Regions from separate parts of the Drosophila melanogaster genome. Here region 1 is linked to region 2. The links are chromatin contacts, called in public Hi-C maps. All regions are on one chromosome and are shown on one strand. Each heading gives the region's core, a stretch centred on a gene start, on an enhancer-like site or on the middle of the called end of the contact. The rest is flanking DNA. Distances are from core to core; before and after follow the strand shown.

Region 1 (4,317 bases), core at 1,756-4,255, 170 kb after region 2:
ATTTTTATCGAAAAGCCAACATAAAGTTGAAACTTCTCCCTAGCACAGCAACCTGCTGAGTAACGGCCTTCTGATAGTCTAGACCGTTCTCTCTTGTTTGTATTGTTTTTAGGGGTGGTTTAGTCCTGGTCAAGTTTTCGTGTTGGACGAATATTGCGCTCGATATGGTGTCCGAGGATGCTACAGGCACTTATGCTACCTTTCTGATTTACTGGATCGTGCCGAAAAACAACACATGATAGACCCAACTCTAATTCACTATTCATTCGCCTTCTGCGCGAGCCACGTACATGGAAACAGGTAAAACTCATTAATGTTTTAAGTTTTAATAAAATAATTTTTAAAGTCATTTACAGACCTGATGGAGTTGGAAGCATAACACATGAGGAAAAGGAGAAATTTTCTGAAATCAAAGAACGCCTACGCCAGTTACTCGAATTTCAAATAACCAATTTCAGATACTGTTTTCCATTTGGTCGCCCCGAAGGTGCACTCAAAGCAACATTATCCCTATTAGAGAGAGTTCTAATGAAAGACATTGTTACCCCCGTTCCACCTGAAGAAGTTCGTCAAATGATTAAAAAAAGCTTAGAGACGGCAGCGCTTGTAAATTATACGCGTCTTTCCAATAAGGCTAAAATTGATGGTATGAAACTAATATTTGTATTCTAACTAAAAGCATATGCGATTTCGACAAAAAAAATAATTTTTAAAACATAACTTCGCTATAAATTTTAGGGGTCACAGCGGCGAGGCCGAAATGTTTTCGGCATATCGATAGAAATGGGCAAAGCAACTGATTTAATTCAAAACAACAGAGAATGCTAAGGTCGACTTCCCCGACTATCAAATACCCTGTTATTTTAGCATTTTAATAAAAGCCGAGCTTGAAGCAAATACCCTAAAGTATAACAGAATATGATGCCGACATGTATCTCAGTTTTATACCGCTTACTTGAGTAGTAAATATTGTCTTCCCTATTCTACCAACCAAATACTCTAAAGTATAACAGAATATGATGCCGACATGGATCTCAGTTTTATACCGCTTACTTGAGTAGTAAATATTGCCTTCCCTATTCTACCAACCAAAACTGTCAAACTCACGTATTTCAATTAAGGATTTATCATTAGATACCCTTTATATTATAATATAGTAAATTGGTTGAAAAGTACTTAACGGAAAAAGGAAACGGTTTAGACCCTATAAAATATAAATTCTTGGATATTCAAGATCATTAGCTGAGTCGATCTGGTCATGTCCGATTCTCTGTTCGTTCGTGTTATTGTCGGAAACCTAAGGCTGTCAGAATACCACTATTTATTTAGTAAACATTTCGCAATGCACCAAAATTGTGTGAATCATTGTCTACTTAAAAGTATTGAAAAAATTATGAGCTTACGGTATACAATGTTTAATGTTTTGAGAGTTTTGGGCAATAAATACCACCTCCACTAGGCGCACACAGCAAGAAGAATAAAAGTTCGTTATCATTTCCTATTCATTTCAAAATGTGCTCGGGGCCTTTTGTCTTCAGCTTATTGGCTAATTGTTGCTTTAAATAATAGCTTAAACTAAATTCGGTTTCACATCAATTTTGTACACATTTTGCATTAATTTGGTCGTCGACTTAATTTACAACAGCATTACCATTTTAAGTGAACGCAGACATAACTTCTTTTATACCTCGTCATATATAAGCCTATTGAATGTTACAACCGTTATCTCTAGTTTTTCGTTTTACTGTTGTTTATATTACAGATCTTTAAAAGTTATCAGAATTGAAATATTGTTTATAGGAGCTATTCGATGTCCGTATGAACGTCGAGATATCAGGAACTATAAAAGCTAGAAGGTTGAGATTAAGCATACAGATTCTAGAGACAAAGACGTCGAGCAAGTTTGTTGACACATGTAGCCACGCCCACTCTAACGCCCGCAAACCGCCAGAAACTGCATCGCCCACATTTTGAAAAATTGTTTGATATTTTTCTAAAAAAAAATTTTATTAGTCGTGTAACTGCCACGTCCACATTTTTGAAAAATTGTTGGATATTTTATTAATAATTTTATTAGTCTTTTAAATTTCTATCGATTTGCGTTTGAACAATTTTTAAATGTTTTCTCATTTTATTCCCCAATATCTATCGATATCCCAGAAAAATTATGAAATTACACTAGCTGAGTAACGGGTATCTGATAGTCGGGAACTATAGCATTCGCTCTTATTTCTTGATCCGGCCTATGGGATTTATGAGATATATATCGTTTTGACAATCAAACTACATTAATATTAAACAAAAACATTTATCGAAAAAGGTTCAAGTGGATAGTTTAAAAGAAGCAGAATAGCAGAAACTGTCGTTTTTAACAATAATATAAGCGTCTACATGCACCAGCAGTTTTGGTATCTCCATTTTTGGTATATATATATATATATATATATATACAATAAAATCGGTTAATTATAGCACAGCTCATAGCACATAAAAATTTTTAATAAATTTATAACTAAGACGACGTATTTCGCATATAAATAATTAAAGCTGGCGACGTAACTCTTTTTAACTTACACACAGAGGACTTGCGAGGAGACGTTATTGTTCCGGCCCCAAAAAAACTAGAGGACTTAATACACTTAGCAGAACTTTGTGTTGATTTGTTGCAACAAAATGAGGAACATTACGGAGAAGTAAGTTGTATTTTTTTATTAAAATAGTTCGGTTTCATATGTTTTTTCATACATTTTTTGTTTTAATGATATACCTTTCATTACCATCATCCTTATATTTTCGGTGTTATTCATCCCACAATAAAAAGTATATAATATCTTAAACAACAATTGTAATTTTTTTTTAAATGTTTAAGTACCAAACTTAGTTGTGCTTTTACCGTGTCCAGTTGGTGTTTACTGTAATTTTACATAAATGTCGTAACTTAACCAAATCTATGTATAATATACATGTTACACGCCGACTTTGATGTGGTTAACTGGTTATTTTTTGTTATTTACATATGTAAAATTGTGCTTTTTGTGTATTAAGTGACTAAAGAATGATTATACCCCAGTCCACTATTTCTCTACATTTACATTTCAATACCAAATTTATATAACAAGCTAATTAAATGGTATTAGATTTATTTGGTGCGATAATCCAAATGGTACATGTACTTAGTTAGAATATGTTTTAATTTATATTATCATCAGTAAAGACTTCACACCCCTGCAACACAAAAAAAAAATATCTGCAAAAAGTTTCTTCAAAAATTAGGGTTTCTTAGATCTATATAAAATTAGTATACTGATCATAGAAAAATCGATAAAAAAAAAGAGAATCAAGAAAGGAGCTAGATTTGTCAAGCCAATGAGTACAATTTATTTATAATTTATTTATAAAAACAATAAAACTACAATTTCCTTTCTGACATTAAAAATAAATTTCTGGTATATATAGTCCTATGACAGCTTTTTTTTATATTCGTCTGATTTTAATCAAACATAAACCGAAATTACTCTAAATCTAACGCCCATAAACGCCAACACATTCAAAAATGTATTCGAATTTTTTAGTTTTATTTATCTTTTTGCCAATTTCTGCTAATATTGCGATATCAGATATTTAAAAGTGATAAAAGTGCCCGTTTTAACTTTAAAACTTTTAAACGAGAATATTTTAAGAAAAGTTAGGGCGGTATGTTACAGTCGTAGAAATCTACGAAAAAATGAAAACAATTTATGACAAAAACAATAAAACTAAAATTTCTTTTCTGACATTACAAATAAATTTACGATGTACATATATAGCTACTTATATAGTCGTCTGATTTTAATCAAACATAAACCGAAATTACTCTAAATCTAACGCCCATAAACGCCTACACATTCAAAAATTTATTCGAATTTTTTAGTTTCATTTTTCTATTTGCTTATTTCTACTTATATGGCGATATCAAATATTTAAAAGTGATACAAGTAACCGTTTTTATTTCTTAATAACTTTTAAACGTAAATATTTTAAGAAAAGTTAGGGCGGTATGTTGCAGTCGTAGAAATATACGAAAAAATTGAGAACAATTTATGATAAAAACAATAAAACTACAATTTCTTTTCTGACATTACAAATAAATTTCCAAATGTATAGTCCTATGAAAGCTATTTTATATAGTCGTCTGATTTTAATCAAACATAAACCGATATTATTCTAACTAACGCCCATAAAGCGCCTTAAAATGACACAGCCACTATTTTGAAAAATGTTTCTATTCTACAATTTTTCATACTATTATTTGTCTTGCTATTTCTTACCGACATGACA
Region 2 (4,076 bases), core at 425-2,924:
CGCATCTTTGATATATGGCAAGCGTGTAGTACAGGCACTGTCCCTTAGAAACGTGGTACAAGTATTGTCAATTTTATTTTTCTGGTAAATATTTTTTTAATCATTGCAAATCTTTTTCCTTTCCTTTCCTTTCTGTCGTTCATTTCGTCTGCCTGTTCAAAATACAAATTTTCGATTAGATAAGTGGTAAGCTAACTGGAAATTAATATGGACACTAAACAAGAGAGGAGGCTACAAATTGGCAAATAAATTAAAAACACCGGAGAAAGCTATAGTCGACTTCCCCGATGCGAAGTTTCATAATTTTTCAGGGATATTTATAAATATTGTGCAAAAAGATACGAAAAAGTTTTAAATTTGTTTGAAAATGTGGGCGTGACCGTTTCGCTCGTTTTGTGGCCAAAGTGTTTTTTATATACAAAAATTGGTTCCAACAAGGCGGTGCAACAGCACATACTTCAAGAGCATCGATGGCTGTTTTGAGGGAACACTTTCCAGAGCGCCTTATCTCAATTAGAGGCGATTTGGAATGGCCGGCACGATCTGTCCCCTTGTGATTTTTTTCTATTGGGTTTTTTGAAGTCCCGTGTTTATGTGAACCGTCCAAGAGCCCTACAAGATTTGAAAACCAACATCCAAGAAGAAATTGCCATCATAACACCTGCCATGCTAACAAGACTCACGACAAACGCCAGAAATCGGTTTACGCAATGTATGGAGAATGGGGGACGTCACCTATCAGATTTCATCTTCAAAAAATATGACATGTACGTACAATATAAAAAAAAATAAATTTTTTCCGATGCCTACAATAGTTTTCATTGAGTTCTGAAAAAGGAAATTATGCTGCCGCACCCTGTATATACTTTGTATGCTCGGCAATGCTCCCTTCTACATGGTACTTACTTTTTAACGTATATAGTATACCCTTTGATTCTACGAGTAAGGGAATATATATACGGGTATACAAATCTTAAATGATATATTCTCCGAATACTTGTTTACTTGATAATTAACCAGTAATTGAACCAGTTTGCGTTGAAACGGACGGACGGTTACGGCTCTTACTGCTAGCCATACAGATGAACATATATTCTTCGTGTGGTCGTAATTGTCTCCTTTACTGCGTTGCAAGAAACTGACTTAAATCAATATACACTTTGAAAGGGTACAACACATTAAAATTAGTCTAAACCTGACGCCGAGCTTCGGATGGCACAGTTATTATTACGCCAGAAATACTTCATACCATGCACCAACAGAAGCGGACAGACAGACTCATCCGTCCCTTCTGAAGAACTCAAGGCGACACACAGACTGTGTCCAGATGAAAAGACCTACGCCTGAATGGTGGTTACTTAGAAGCCTAGCAGCGGAAAGGGATGAAGAGGAATTAAAAGCATGCGTTCAACAAAAAAATTTGTACATATGTAAGAAGGAAGGTGGTTATGTGTATAGGCTTATGATCAGTGTATGTAACAATATGTATCACCTTTTTCTTTTTAGAAACAATAAATTTTCAACTAAGTAAATATATTTCTTCACGAGAAATATTAGGGACACTATCACATTTTCACGATTTATAAATGTATTATGCTTTTCCTTTTAGCACGGAAACAATATTTTGTATCTCCGTTGGTTGCTAAATGACATTGCATACTTTGTGAAACTAAGATGACACTTTAAGCTTTTCAAAAGCTTTCTTGAAAATAACAATATTTCAGCGTTGCCATATTTGCACCAGAAATATCTGTTGCCATTCAAATTAGAAAGAATATCGATGCTATCGATATATGCTTCCTTTCACGATTAAAAAGTCGGCAGATTCAAATGGATGAATTTCAATAACCTAAATCATTTTTAAATCGTAATCGTAACTAATAAATAAAAATGTTGTTAAGCGTAGATGGAATCGTTTACCCAAAATTCCAAATTAGCAGTCGATCTTGTGTCGATCTATGTGCGCCTAAACATTAACAGATTTATCTGTAAAACTTTACGTCCAATTCAGTTAGATTCAAATCAAGATATAAATATTAATATTATATTCATTTGCTAGTACGAATGCGAACGCAAAATTTCATCATTTTTCTGGGATATCGATATTAGGGGGAAATAAAATGGGAAAAAATTGTTATACCTGTTATTCGTGGTTTGCGGGCTTTATATTGGGCGTTTTTTGGCAAATCGATAGAAATTTACAAGACTAATAAAATTATGAAAAATATCCAATACATTTTCATAAACGTGGGAGTAGCAGTTTTGGTCGATTTTAGCGCTTTGAGTGGTCGTGGCAAAAATGTTTTTTGCAGATCGATAGAAATTTACAAGATTATTAGTCTTGTATGAAAAAGTATGTATGAGAAAATATAAAAACATTTTTCAAAAGTGTGGACGTGGCAGTTTTGTGCAGTTTGTGGGCGTTAGATGAAATTATGAAAAACTATCCACAAATTGTTCAAAAATGTGGGCGTGCCAGTTTTGTGCGCTTTGTGGGCGTTAGAGTGGTCGTGTCAACATCTGTCAACAAACTTGCGCTGCGTCTATGTCGCTTGAATCTGTATGCTGATCTCAAGCTTTTACGTTTACGTACAGTACATGAGATTTCGAGTTCATTCGGAAAGACGGACGGTCGAACAGACGGTCGGACAGACGGTCGGACGGACACACGGATACACGGACATACGGACAAGGCCAGATCGATTCGGCTATTGATCCTGATCACACTTTATATGGTTGGAAACGCTTCCTTCTGGTTGTTACATACTTTCCAAATGTGAAATTCGAGTAAGTATTCTATTATTTTGCTGATTTTAGTTATGCAAATCGATATAAGGAAAAGCCCAGCAGATAATATTTCTTTATCCTTTACTTGTTAACAAAAAAAGGGTAAACCGTACTCTCTGAAGAATATTTAACAGAAAGAACAAAGAGGATGTATACGTAACTTCACCGGAATACCTACAATTATTGGCTACATTTACTTTTTACTTCCTTCGAAACGATTGCATCAAACTAGAAATAGAATACGAATATTTTGTTGTTGGTTGTTTTCATCATATACATACATGTACATAGACATAACAAATAAATAATTTACGTTTTGATACAAGCAAAAGCCTCGTAGGAGTTACTAGAATCTGGACGGATAACTTCAATTTTTTGATATCTATAGTTTTATAGGTTTTGACTTTTATAAAGATGGACCGACGGACAAGGGGACTGACTGGCATGTATCGGTCGTCTACGTTAGTGGCACGGGTTAAAAAACTTTATCCAAGACATTGTTTTAATTGGAAGAGTATATAAACCTTAGTTTGCCGATATCATGTTATTCTGGTTTTATGTGCTATCGACTTGTTAAAGCCCCTTCTGTCTGTATGTATTAACTTTCGGCTCCCGAAAATCTCCGGAAATAACTATATGTATTATTCCGGGAAAGAGTATACCAACAAAGTAAGTAGTATAAATAAATAGTACATAACATAATATATACAGCAGTAGCATTTCCAGTACCTAGCAGCCAAAAACAACCAAAAGAAACGGCGGAAAAGCTGTCTCGGTTGGCTTGCAGACCGTGAAAAGCCACGAGCCACGATTGAAATACCGAATTTCATACCAAAACATATGAATACCGATTGTTTATATCAAAAGCTACCAGGCGAATTCTACAAAAATATTTATATACTTACATATACACACATACACACATATGAACACAAATAGTTACCCACCGTTTAGCATGCGGAATAACCAAAGAAAAGCCTTCTAAATGAAAAGCTACTAAAAAAAATTTTCGAATATTTTTTTAGAGCTTATATTGGTCAGAATTCTTCATATAAATACATACATATATAATAACATAATAATAATATTTAAGATCATTGAACTTTTGCTAGTGACTTAACACCAGTTTTGGTACTAATGCACGAATTAACCACGTAAGGAGTATATATAAGCAGAAAGGAAAATTAACAGAGGCGCGATCGAAGGGTAGGTTTTTTCCGGTTCGGTCTAACAGGTGTTTCACAAATAAAGCGCGGGCAACCGTCCAAGACATTTCCTTCGATCGCAAA

What was found. Hi-C and Micro-C count contacts between places; a contact is called where the count stands out from the background.
Region 1: a Hi-C map of the S2 cell line shows a contact between it and region 2, with 2.0 times the contacts expected there. The contact joins the enhancer-like site here to the promoter of Actbeta in region 2. A contact is called at or near these places in 13 of 107 Hi-C or Micro-C datasets (the Kc167 cell line, the ML-DmBG3-c2 cell line, the S2 cell line and 5 more).

What each region holds. Positions count from the first base shown.
Region 1 is chr4:1,248,191-1,252,507 of dm6, forward strand. Cadps (Calcium-dependent secretion activator) reads left to right here. Exons shown (of 23, transcript NM_001031858.2): 15 at 113-300; 16 at 357-646; 17 at 2,581-2,693. Among named protein-coding and RNA genes, the nearest start is that of Cadps, 20 kb to the left of the region's middle. Within about 2 kb of position 3,006, at least 17 of the 39 cell types and tissues checked have an H3K27ac peak or open chromatin away from gene starts, as enhancers often do. A contact at or near this core is called in the S2 cell line and eye imaginal disc, where this site is marked.
Region 2 is chr4:1,083,122-1,087,197 of dm6, forward strand. It overlaps Actbeta (Activin-beta), which reads right to left and starts at 1,675. Exons shown (of 6, transcript NM_143685.3): 1 at 1,493-1,675; 2 at 1-152. The coding sequence starts at 5.